Linked DNA regions of Capra hircus: region 1 is linked to region 2. The links are chromatin contacts, called in public Hi-C maps. All regions are on one chromosome and are shown on one strand. Each heading gives the region's core, a stretch centred on a gene start, on an enhancer-like site or on the middle of the called end of the contact. The rest is flanking DNA. Distances are from core to core; before and after follow the strand shown.

What was found. A called contact is a pair of places that touch in the nucleus more often than the background predicts.
Region 1: a contact with region 2 is called in a Hi-C map of blood, with 2.5 times the contacts expected there. The contact joins two enhancer-like sites. A contact is called at or near these places in 4 of 5 Hi-C or Micro-C datasets (blood and liver).

Annotation. Positions count from the first base shown.
Region 1 is chr3:43,331,632-43,337,823 of ARS1.2, forward strand. All of the region lies in intron 2 of GNG12 (guanine nucleotide-binding protein G(I)/G(S)/G(O) subunit gamma-12), which reads right to left. Among named protein-coding and RNA genes, the nearest start is that of GNG12, 67 kb to the right of the region's middle. Within about 2 kb of position 4,275, at least 2 of the 5 cell types and tissues checked have an H3K27ac peak or open chromatin away from gene starts, as enhancers often do.
Region 2 is chr3:43,107,548-43,114,337 of ARS1.2, forward strand. No RefSeq gene overlaps it. Among named protein-coding and RNA genes, the nearest start is that of TRNAW-CCA, 55 kb to the right of the region's middle. Within about 2 kb of position 3,119, at least 1 of the 5 cell types and tissues checked has an H3K27ac peak or open chromatin away from gene starts, as enhancers often do.

The DNA.
Region 1 (6,192 bases), core at 3,025-5,524, 230 kb after region 2:
AAGACTCACTTAGGTTTTCTTTGAGAATTAGCTATCATCTTTCTTGAGAAATTTTGTTTCCTCCTTATTTTTCAAGAAATGCATGCTATTTATAGAAAAATGTGTGAAATACATTAACATGGATATAAGATAACAAAAGTTAACACGTTGCTATATTTCCTTTTACTCTTTGCTATGAGTTTTTAACGTAGCTGAAATCACACTCTATTATGTAATTTTGTTTTGTTCCTTTTCAGCAATGACATTTCCCTAAGTGCTTATAAATTCTTCATAAGCATCCTGCTTAAAAATTTTTATTTTGACATAATTTCAGACCTAAAGAAAAGTTACAGGACTAGTACAAAGAATTCTCTGATCCCCTTCACCCAGATTTGGATTCCTCAAATGTCAACATTTATAATTTACTTTAATCCCTGCACACTCCCTCTGAGGCAGGGAAGTAGAGAGAGAATGTTTTTTATCCTTAAATACTTCCCTGTGTATTTTCTACAAATAAGGAGTTCTTCTAAATAACCTCACTACAGTTAATACACTGCTGTTATCCAATCTACAACCTCATTCAGATTTTAGCAATTGTCCCAATAAAGTCCTTTACAGGAAAAGAAAACCCCAAATTTTACACAGTCACTCAACTGTTAGATCTCTGTGTCCAGGCTAAATCGCTTCAGCTGGGTCCGATCCTTTGTGACCTCATGGACGGTAGCCCTCTAGGCTCCTCTGTCCATGAAATTCTCCAGGCGAAAATACTGGAGTGGGTTGCCATTCCCTTTTCTAGCGGATCTACATGACCCAGGGATCGAACTCCTGCCTCTTATGTCTCCTGCACTGGGAGGACAGTTCTTTACCACTAGGCCACCTGCAAGGCCTTTAGTTTCCTTTAATCTGGAACAATTCCTAAGTCTTTGTTTGTATTTCATAGTATTGATATTTTTAAGAGTAAAGGGTCGGTTATTTTGTAGAATGCTCCTCAGTTTGGGTTTGTTTAGCTCTTTTCTTTCCAGTCAGATAGATTTAGGGTTTGCACTTTTAGCCCACACAAGTGAATACACATCATTTTTAATGATTTCAGAAAGATTTCATTTTACACAGGCATTTCCTGACTGCAGAATCTTGGGCAGTTGTGTAATTTTGCTACAGTTCCAAAATGTAGCACTTTCTCTTTTTTCCCATCAACTATCTATTGACCTTTCTCCATTCATTTGTATATTTAAGGATATACTAACAACTTTTTCCAAGACACTCCTGTCAATTTGTAGCCCCACAGCTGATAACTGGCCTTGCACACTGGCATATTATGAGATATATTTTAGTTTAGGGAGACAAAAACTAACATTGCACTGCTGTTTCAATAGACTTCATCTAAAATAATGGTTATAAAGAGTGCTGTTCCTCTCAGGACTGATCCAGAATAAATGTGTCTGTCTGTCCATCTGTTCCCTGTTTAGTTTATGTGTTCCTTCATTCACTCAAGAAATCTTCAGAGTGTCTGCTCTGTGCCAATATTCTTCTACATGCTGACATCAAGCTCTTGCAGGGAAAAAATAAATATGGTAACACATTATACAAGGGCTATGGAATACCCCAGTGTCAAGTGATGGGAGGGACACTTGTGGCGGAGCAGGCAAGAGCCTGGAGACAGACATGGACTGGTGAGCCTGCAGTTGGGACACAAAGGAAAAGGGGAGCCTCTTCACTTACACCCACAGCACTATCACTTTGATCCTGCAAACATCTGCAAAACCTGCTCTTTACTAAAAACACGAACCCCAGATGGACCAAGTTCAAATACACATTTCTAAAGTCTGACCTTCTCCTTCCTGGTCAGCAGACTCTGAACTTGAGAGGGCTGCCATTTGTGAGTAATAATGACAGCTTGAAAATGCCCTGAAATTAGAGGGAGCTTACAAACCACTCTGATGTTGCTCAGCCTTGCAATTATCTGAATATCAAGGAATCATTAATGAATCAGGCTGTCTCAATGTTAGATTAATGGCCAGTTTCAACAGTGGAAACAGGACAGATGGCCGGCAACAAAGAAAGATAGGGGTGGGTGTGTGTGTGTGTGTGTGTGGGTGTGGGTGTGGGTGTGTGGGTGTGTGTGTGTGAGATGGCCAGGAATAAAGGTAGGTAGGTGTGTGTGTGTGTGTGTGGGGGCTGTGTGTGTTTGTGATGGCCAGGAATAAAGAAAGGCAGGTGTGTGTGTCTGTGTGTGATGGCCAAGAATAAAGAAAGGTAGGTGTGTGTGTGTGTGTGTGTGATGGCCAGGAATAAAGAAAGGTAGGTAGGTGTGTGTGTGAGTGGGGGTTATGTGTGTGTGATGGCCAGGAATAAAGAAAGGTAGGTAGGTATGTGTGTGTGTGTGTGTGTGTGTGTGTGTGTGTGTGTGATGGCTGGGAATAAAGAAAGGTAGGAGTGTGTGTGGTGTGGTGTTGTGTGTGTTGGCCAGGAATAAAGAAAGGCAGGGGTGTCTGTGTGTGTGATGGCCAGGAATAAAGAAAGGTAGGTAGCGGTGTGTGTGTGTGATCTCCCCTCAAATAACTGGGGTGGTGGCTGAAATCATGGGCAAGGAAAGAAAAGCATCCAGCTTGTGCTATGGGTGAGGCTGGGTCAGGAAGAAGTCCAGCTTCCAGACCCATCCCCTCCTCTGGGCTTTGTCACAGTGAGTCAAACAGCAAGAAACTAGAGGGATCTGCCAGCAATTAATTCTGGGGCAAATATGTGTGTGTGTGTGCATGCATGCTCTATCATGTCTGACTCTGCGACCCCCATGGACTGTAGCCCATTAAGCTCCCCTGTCCATGGAATTTTCTAGGCAAGAATACTGGAGTGGGTTGCCATTCCCTATGCCAGGGGATCTTCCAGACCCAGGGATCCAATCCACATTTCTTGCATCTCTTGCATTGGCAGGGAGATTCTTTATCACTGTGCCACCTGGGAAAATATAATCCCCATCTCAACCACTAAGCAATTCCTATTTGGTGCTTAGGACAATTGATTTCCATTTACCTGGGGAAAAAACAAACATGATACCACCCCAAATTTTTTTTTTCTTACATAAAACTTACATGAGGTAAAAAATTAGACTATATATATATATATATAAATGTGATCAATAATCATTAGAAAACACTATCAAATATTGAGAAAATTATAATAACCTATAAGGTATGCACACATTCTTTTCCTTCCACATCTTCCTTTTGAGGAAAAACAGCCCCAAGTAGGCAATTAATTTGATGTATGAGTAATAAACAGTTTCTTACAATGCCAGGCCTTCAAATCTTAAGTGCATCTAAGGGTTTCTGAGAGCAGAGAAAGAAAAAAAAAAAAAGACAACTATTAAAAGCATTATTAATATAAACACTATGGTTGTATCCTCCACTTGGGGGATGGAGATCCAGGACAATGGAGATGATAAACATTCACCAGGGACACACACTACCACTTGGTGGACAAAGGACAGCAGATGAGATTTCAATTATGAAGGCTCTTATTACTGAAGTTACAATAGAGGCTAAATAATCAGGTCAGTTCTGATAATTACAAGCAGCTGTGTAACTTACAGAGGGCTGAGAAAGGTGACAGGATAAAATCATATTTCAACATAAAATGACATATGTGGGAAGGTTTTTATATTTCAGCCATTATCCTTCTAAGTCTGTTCCACGTTTTACCTCTAAGAATATATAAAAAGGTGCAGGAAATAGTGAAATAACTATCACCAGTTAGCCCAACTGTGACTTTCTGGCAACTGTAAGAAGTATGTATAAATGAACTGAAGCAAATAATTAAACTAGCTGGACTAAAGCAAAAGATATCAATGTAGGCAGCAGTGAGTTGGAGTTTGCAAGTCAAGATCACTAATAGATATCCAGTTAGTGGTTGAAATTCATGTTTTCTGGTTGGTGTTAGGTCACTGTTACAATCTCAAGGAGTAAAAGAAGCCCACAGACTGGTAAGGATTTGCCATAACCAGCAGCGGTAGCAGAGTTTTGGCCAAAAAGTTCACTGCAGTTTAATAGGTGAAACCCTTAAACCTAGTGGCATTTTAACCATTTTACTTTCTAGAGATATTTTTTAAAAAATATAACTGAAGCTTAGAATAACCGTTTCAAGACAAAAAACCCATTCCCCAAACCTTAGAGACCCAGCCCCTTTCAGTGTCCTAACTCGTCACAGGCTGACAATTTCTTTCCAGATCATCAGCCATAACAATGTGCATGATAGCTCATTTTATACAGTTATCTATTTATCCACCAGGGGGCGAAGTTGGCCACTATTAGACTGAAAGAGAAAATTATTTTCAAATAGTGGTAGAAAGATATTCACATAAAGAAAGGGCCTTTCCCCTCCTCTCTCTTCTTCCCAGTACCTTTAGTCCTGACTGATTAGCAAAGCACTGCAGCCCTTGCGCAGGCTAACAGGAATGGGACATGCATGATCGCTGCTGAGAGTGAGCTAGCACACATGGTTAGCACAGTCCTGTAGGCTGGCTGGCCCATTCTCCCAAAACTTGAGATCAGAGTTATGGTTTTGCCAAAGCTGAAACAGTTTCAAGGATATTCTCTCTCTTTTTAAAGGAGAATCTTCCACCAGGCCTAGTTCAGCCAGCTGATGCTTCATGCAGGGCTGGCTCCCTCTTGCCTGGCTCCTTTCAGGGCCTTCCCAGCAATCACAAAGCCACAGGAGGGCCTGCCTTCCTGCAGGGATGGTGGGACCTTTGCACCCGGGGGAGGGTGTCTGGTAGCCAGGAAGGAGCCCAGACGGCAATCAGTGGCTGGGACTTCCTCCCCCTCAGTCAGGGGGTTAGGACCTCCCAGTGGGAACTCAGGTCTGGCTGGGTCTAGCCACAGCAGAGAACACACAGGGGCAAAGCCTGCTCCTGCCTGCTTGCTAAGTTGCTTCAGTTGTGTCTGACTCTTTGTGACTCTGTGGATGGTAGCCCGGAGGCTCCTCTGTCCCTGGGATTCTCCAGGCAAGAATATTGGAGGGGGCTGCCATTTCCTTCTCCAGGGGATCTTCCGGACCCAGGGATCGAACCTGCATCTCTGGCGTCCCCTGCATTGACATGCAGGTTCTTTACCACTAGGGCCACCTGGGATGCTTGTTCCTGAGGGGGAAGCAAACTGGAGTTTCAGCATTGTGGTGAAGGCGAAACTGGGCGCAGGGAAAGACCCAGAGTGTGTGCTCGTTCTCCCAGGTCTGGGGGCAGATCCAGTTTTTAGTGAATCCTGAGTCTTATACAATTTGGGAACCTCTTTAAGAAAAGAATGTGAAATTAGGAACAGCATATGCACTATAGGACATCAGAAGGGGTCCTTGCAGTGAGAGATCCTTAGGCTTAAGCTTCATAATGCCAGAAGCTCCTTCATGGGCCCTGCAAGTTGAGGATATGCGGGCAGGGGGTTCCCAAGAGGCTTGTCCACAGAATGCCAACAGGAGATTTCCCTAAGGCCACATGGCTCAGCACCTGCCTCAGGGAGTGGGTCATGGAGCTGGGCAAGGAAGAGGGCAAGAGGTTCGGTTCTGCTCTCCGTTTATCCTACCTGAGATGCTCCATAAACACTTGTTGATCCACCAATCCAAGGGGCCCCGCTGCACGGTCCCCTACCCGTTCCTCCCCTTTCTCTCGAGCTTCCCGGCCACATTTCAAGTTTCCGCATCAGGGAAGATCATTGTACTGAACTGCCTGATCAGTGAAGATCAGACAGGAAGATCACTGATTGCTGAACTGTCTGCAAGGGTGAGTAACTCAGACCCAACCTATGAGCAGGTGTCCTGTTCACCTGGATGATTCCTTCCTCGAGGGTATCCAAGCATGAGTGACACAAACTTCAAAATCAGCCCAACAAATAGTGATGTTATCATTATTCCTGGCAAACCTGCTATTTGGTGCAGCAAGTGCACTGGTCAGTAGAAAGCAAGGAGATGGGAGCTCTGCCGGCTCAGGACTGCCCACTGCTCCAGGAAGGCCCTAGGGACTAGCTGCTCCGTGGAGCGCAGGCATTGCCCTGTGTCAGGAGCAAAGCTCCCCGTCAGGAATCCCCATTCCGCCCTGTGTCGGGGCAAAGCTCCCCAGCAGGGATCCCGCTCCACTGAGGCCAGCTCTCCATCTTCCTGACCAAACCCTGACCCCCAGTTTGGATCCTCTTGTTACAGCTCAGGCCTTGTCATCTCCTCCATGTCCCCTTC
Region 2 (6,790 bases), core at 1,869-4,368:
ATGACTCCATCCCTTCATCCAGGTGATTGTATGATTCTGGCCTAAGAGAATCAGCCTACCCCCTCTTCCCTGGCCACGGTGACTGATCCAAGAGTCAGCTTGTGACCCAGATCCATTCAATGAGAAGTACATTTTGAACTTCTAGGGAGTTGCTGAGGACCAGCTTCTCCCCACACTGGATGTGAGGCTGCACAGATGTGTCTAAAAGTGAGGTCGCGACAAAGCCACACACAACCGAGAGAAGGGGTGACAGGAAGCCCTGGCTCACTCCTCCAGAGCCCCTGGGGCCCACTGTGCCTGATGTCCTCTAGACCTGCCAGTTAGGAGGGCCAGCAGGCCGCACTTTTTTTCCCTGGAAGGCGAACTCTGAGGCAGAGCTTAGGGTATAGGATGTTCATTAAGGAGTGTCCTAGGGATGAATGTTTTGAGGAAGGGAGCAGAGGCAGGGACTCAAGTCAAATGCAGTTCTGACGACAGCTTCGGCCAAGCCCAGGGTGAGACCTAGGTGGCGATGACCCAGACATCTGTGCCCCGGAATCGATTAGTCATTGGCTGTGGGTTGTCCCAAGAAGACGGTTCCAGGGAAGCAGTCCCTGAAGGGGTTGCCAGTTAAAGCTTGCCTGCTGGCAGCTGTCCAGAAGCTGGTGCTATAAGTCCTTTGTCTGGGTGGCACATCAGAGGCTTACTGCACAGTGGATTCCTTATTTATTTGTTATTTTATTTTTTGCTAATGACAAGTTCAGTTTGCTTTTCTGTCACTGGCCATTAAAGAATATAATAAGGAAACTTTTTCTAAAATTCAGAGCTGTCCATATATGTAAAGGGCTGACTTTGGCGGGGGGGGAGTGGGGGGGGGTGGGGGGTGGGGGGTGGGTAGTTGGCTCCCTGTCACCAGAGGTGTTCAGACCACTTTGAAAGGGAAGCTTCATGTGCTGGAGGGAAATGTGAGCTGGATGACCTTCCAGGCTAAGATTACAGTACTCCAGGTTCTCTGGAAAACAAGCTGAAAGAGATTCTGGTTATTTGTACTGCATGGACACGTGGACACCACGTGGACACCACATGGATATCCGGAGCACCTCATACCAAATCATAGCAAATCAGACTTCTCCTAGCTAATCTTGCTTGACTGCAGACTTGGAGGAATCTATTTGTGAAATATTGCTTGTTTTGCTAAAGAAAGAAAGGAAAGACACTTTCTTTCTTTGTCATAAGAAGGAATCCTAAAGGAGCATCTTTTTTAAAAATAATTTATTTATTTTTTGGCTGTGCTGGGTCTTCATGGCTGTGCTGGGGCTTCATGGCTCGCAGGCTTTTCCCTGGTTGTGGCGAGTGGGGGCTACATTTTTGTCGCAGTGCGTGGGCCTCTCATTGCAGTGGCTTCTCTCGTTGCAGAGCGCAGACTCTAGGGCCCGTGCACTTCAGTGCTGGTGGCACGTGGGCTCAGTAGTTGTGGTGCCCAGGCTCTCGAGCACAGGCTCGACCGTTGTGGCACATGGCTTAGTGGCTCCGCAGCATGTGGGCATCTTCCTGGACCAGGGATCGAACCCCCGTCTTCTGCATTGGCAGATGGATTCTTTACCACTTGAGCCATCAGGGAAGCCCCTAAAGGACCATCTTAACTGACTCCACCACAGACAGAGATTTTCACTTGTCACACTCCAGAAGCCAGGTGCCATCCTGAATTAACATGATCTCGGAGCCACTCATCAAGTTTTCCTCCCTCTATTTCTGTCCGTTTCTGAGTTCATATTTGTCCTTGTCTCAAGCCTCTGGCCTCTTGAGTCACTGCATGGCTACCCAAGTCATCCTGCACCAGCTGCTTGCTAGGCTGCCTGTCTTTACTGCCAAGCCCTCAGCCTCACACACCCCTCTGGGCCTCCCTGCTGTGAACACTGTTTAGGTCCTTAGGCTCCTGAGCTCTGGGCATCCAGCTGATATCTAACTGGTGGAACATACACTCCCTGTTGTGGCTTCCTCTGCTCTGGCTCCTTCTCCAGCCCTGCAGTCTGAGCTTCAGCCGAGTGTCTGCAACTTTGGCAGAGAGGAGAAAATGCATCCTATATGTGGAATGAGGAAAGGGCTCTAGGCTCAGTGCCTGGAGAACCAGAGTTTGAGCCCCCATGGGCTGCGACACTCATGTGGATCACTCTGTGTCCTTGAGCTCTAAGTCCTGTAAAGCAGGTCTGACCCACCTCACAAAGCTATGGTGAGAATAACCATAGTCCTGCCACCCAGGATTGTACTTTAACCACATGTTGGGCATTCAGTTTAGCACTTACTGTCCTTCTTAATTCTCCCAAAACAACACTTTGAGGATGGCATTTGTATCTCAGTTTTACACCTGAGAAAATGGAAGCTCAGGGAGGCTAAGCAATCTACCCAAGGTCACACAGCAAGGCTAAAATTTGAGCCCTAGTCTGTCAATTACAAAACTCTTGCCACTGACACACCTCTCTATAAGGTGTTCAGTTCAGTCACTCAGTCATGTCCGGCTCTTTGTGACCCCAATGAGGACCACAGAAATGCTTTATAGTAGTAAGAAATCTTTTCTGCACATCGGTATTTATTATTATTTCTAAATCACCCATGAATCTCTATGGGTCTCAAAGGCACAAGGACCCTCTATGAGGGATGGTGCTGACACGTTTGTGGGCAAATTACAGAGAGAACCATCTGCAGGTAACAATCATTCACATCTCTAATTTCTTCAGCCTCAAGAAATACACAGTTAGAAAAAGAGAGGTTTGGGAGGCGGGGAAGACTTTTTGCTACTGAAATAGACTGGAACATTTGAACCCAGAGCTTGATCCCAAGATCAACTTTGAAATAACAAAGCTTGGCTGGGATCAAAATGATTAGTATCTTTGCACTGTACAAATATGCCCCTGGCTACCACAGCCCTCACCCTGCGATAAGACCTCTCCAGGAACCATAACCTGTGGTCCTGTGTGGGGCTGGAAGCCCTACCACCTCCATGCTGGTTGCAGCCCTGGCCCGGGAACAGAAAAGCAGATGCTGGGAGAACATTTGATCCCACTCATCCAAACACTGCATTCATGGCTGGCTGGGAAGATGAGGGCTGGAGTTGCTGGATGAGCTGCTGGAGATCGGCAACTCCCAGCTGCTGTGCCAGCTATAGACTCCCAGTCTCTCAGCTCCCAGGCGGATGGAGCTGTGGGCTGCTCTGCGGGCTCGCCAAGCCCAGAAAGAAGCGATGGGAGGGTGGGTGCTGCTGTTGCTGTTACCTCTTAGAGGAGGAAAACCTGATTCAAAAATTAAAAAAAAACTCCCCTTGGGACTAATTCAGCTCAAGGTTTGAAGACTTCCTAGCTTGTCCTGTGAACCTCAAAACCAAGAACTACAAATTAAAATTTTGATAGGCCATTTTGTTTCAAAAGGTCACTTAAGCACCTAGAATTTTTCAATTACATGAATATATTCTCTGGGTTCTGTAATAGCTCAGACAGTGTTTTAACTCTTTTTTTCTACTGTGAGTTTTTATTTTTTCCCCTAGAAATTGTTTTTATTTGACCTATCCAAGTCTTAAGTTTCTTAATTCAAAAGCTTCATTAAAAAAAACACAAATCCCAGAGTTTTGGCAGCTTCTGCCTGTCGTGGACTAACCTAGCTGACACCGGGAGGTGGCGCCAGAGAGGCAGTACCCGGCAGGAAGGATCTTCGGGGGAGGCTCCTGACATGAAATCGTGAATCTTCAGTTTCCAAGTGGCACTGCTTAATTTTTCAGGCGCCCTGCATTCCTCATATGTCAGCAGCCTGGCCGCTCTTGTTCCTCACAGTGTAACGAGGTTACCTGGGGTTTGGTCACGTGGAGTCTATCGGGAAGAGAGATCGGGTTCTTTGCTGTTCCAGATACGCTGCTCATGTCCTTTTGAAAGGCGACAGGTCAGCGCAAATGGGCTGCAAAAGCGCCGCCCTTTGTCTTGTCACTATCACCACCCCAGTCTGCACTACTCCTTGCTCCTTACAGGTATATCTCTTCCTCATTTAGTTTATGGAAAATATTTATGGAGGTCTCACTTCGGTGGAGTCTAAATGCTTTTGCAGATCAGTCCAAAACTTCCTAACCCAACACAGAAGAGCTACAGGTAGCTGAAGCTTTGAGCCCTTCATCCCTGGCAGTGAGAAGATTCATTGATTTATGCCACTAGAACTTGTGTGTTACGTTAATACATCACACAAATACTATGTATTTTCTCTGGGTATTATGATGTGAAAACGTTGAGAAACACTGGACTTATTCACCCTTTACAACTAATGGGGTAGCACTATTAATATTTCCATTTTACAGAATTGCTTAGAGCCCAAGGCCTCGTAGCTAATAAACAGCCCAGCCAGAATTTGAGCCCAGACAGCCCATCCTTAGAAGTTTCATGCTTTGGACTCCAGACCAGAAGTTCTCAACCCTGGTTGTCTAATATAAGCTGAGGAATTAAAAAAATACCAAAGCCAAGAAGCTTTCACAGAAGACAAGCCTAAGGAGGTATGATGACTAAATGTAATGAGGGGTCCTACGTGGGATCCTGGGACAAACAAAGGACATTAGGGAGAAGCTGAGGAAATTTAAATCAAGTATGGGCTTTAGTTAATAATAACGCATCAGTATTGGTCCATTAGTTGTGACAAATGTACCATGCTGATGTAAGGTGTTAATGGTAAGGGAAACTCGGCATGGTGCTTATAGGAATGCTGTCATGGGCTTCCCTCGCGGCTCAGATGGTGAAGGATCTGCCTGCAGTGTGGGAGACCTGGGGTCAATCCCTGGGTCGGGAGGATCTCCTGGAGGAGGGCATGGCAACCCACTCCAGTATTCTTGACTGGAGAATCCCTATGGACAGAGGAGCCTGGTGGGCTACAGTCCATGGGGTTGCAGAGTCGGACACTACTGAGTGACTGAGCACAGCACATTACCTTCATAATAATTCTGTCAGTCTAAAACTGTTCTAAAATAAAAAGTTTACTGTTAAAAAAATAAAACCTAACAAACAAGGCCTGAGGCCTCACCTCAGAAAAGTTAAATCAGAACCACTGGAGGTGAGGCCCAGACATCTGTGCTTTTTAAAAAGCTCTCCAGAAGATCAAATGTTCATCCAAGGTTGGGAATCCCTACACTGCTTTCTTGACACAGCCTCGAAGCAGCTGGAGTGCAGAGGTCTTGTCTTGCTAATTTTCATTCCTCTAGCACCCAGCTTGGGCTTCCCTGGTGGCTCAGATGGTAAAGAATCTTCCTGCAAAGTGGGAGACCTGGGTTCGATCCCTGGATTGGGAAGATCCCCTGGAGGAGGGCATGGCAACCCACTCCAGTATTCTTGTCTGGAGAGTCCCCACGGACCAAGGAGCTTGGCAGGCTACAGTCCATGGGGTCACAAAGAGTCAGACATGACTGAGTGACTAAGCACAGCACAGCACCCAGCTTAGAGTCTGGTCCAAGTTAAGCATTCAGTACATGTTTGATGAATGAGTGCATAACTATTTCAGCCTTTCCTTAATTCAGCCCTGAGATAATCAACTTGGAAGAGAAGAGATTAAATGGAAACATTTAATGTTGTCAGGCAACAAATCTATCACTGGATACTGATTATTTACTATGAGCAAGCTGGTAGGTACTGCCACGGTTGGAAGTGTGAATGAGAGGCGATGCCTTTTCCTCAAGGTATATTCTATAGGGAAAAGGTGACCCTGCGGGGTAGTGGTTAAGCAAGCAGGATCTGGAATCAGATGAAAGTGAAAGTGTTAGTGGCTCAGTTATGTCTGACTCTTTGCCACCCCATGGCATGTAGCCGGCCAGGCTCCTCTGTCCATGGAATTCTCCAGGCAGGAATACTGGAGTGGGTTGCCACTCTTTTCTCCAGAGGGTCTTCCTGACCCCAGGGATCAAACCCAGTTCTCCTGCATTGCAGGTGGATTCTTTGCCATCTGAGCCACTACATGCTTCAGATGCTCTAGGTTCAAATCCCAGTTTCTCCGTCTGGTAGCTGTATGATCCTGGGCATTTTCCTAATTATGTTGGAATGGTGGGATATATGAAAATGAAGCAGAAACCAATGCTGTTGCTGTGTGAACTGGAAACTCAGGAGAAGAAATCAGCAAAATGGGGCACACCGAGCAGTTTTGCTGTCATTGGCTTGTTTTGCACAAGATAATTCCTGTCGTCAGAATTCCACCTGTGCCCTAGTTGTGGCTCACCTACGCAAAGGATGGGAACCTATGTCATACTGACCTGAACGGCAGGATCCTGACGGCGTCCTGACCTCAGGCAGGGAGGACAAAGGAGAAGTGAGGTCTAGAGTAATGAAGAAGTGGGCTCCTCCTGGGCCTGCTGGGCTCTGCCAGAGCCATTGCTCCTCTCCTGGGGAAACCTGGTTAAATGCCCGGTGCTAATGCTGACAGAGGATGAGCTCTGCACCTGGAACTTTCCTAAGGGCTTTGCGTACTTTGTTGTTGTTGTTTAGTTGCTAAGTTGTATCCGACTCTTTTGCCACCCTATCGCAAAAGACTGTAGCCCGCCAGGCTCCTCTGTCTGTGGGATTTCCCAGGCAAGAATACTGGGGTGAGTTGCCATTTCCCTGTCCAGGGGACCTTCCTGACCCAGGGATAGAGCCCACATCTTCTGCACTGGCAGGCAGATTCTTTATCACTGAGCCGCCAGGGAAGCCTGCTTGACTTGCTAGGGGTCATTAATGTCCATAGCATCCATGCGACGCAGTCCTTCCCTTTTTGTCACTCCTATTTTATTTACAGAAGCCTAGAGGGAGGTAACCCACCTGAA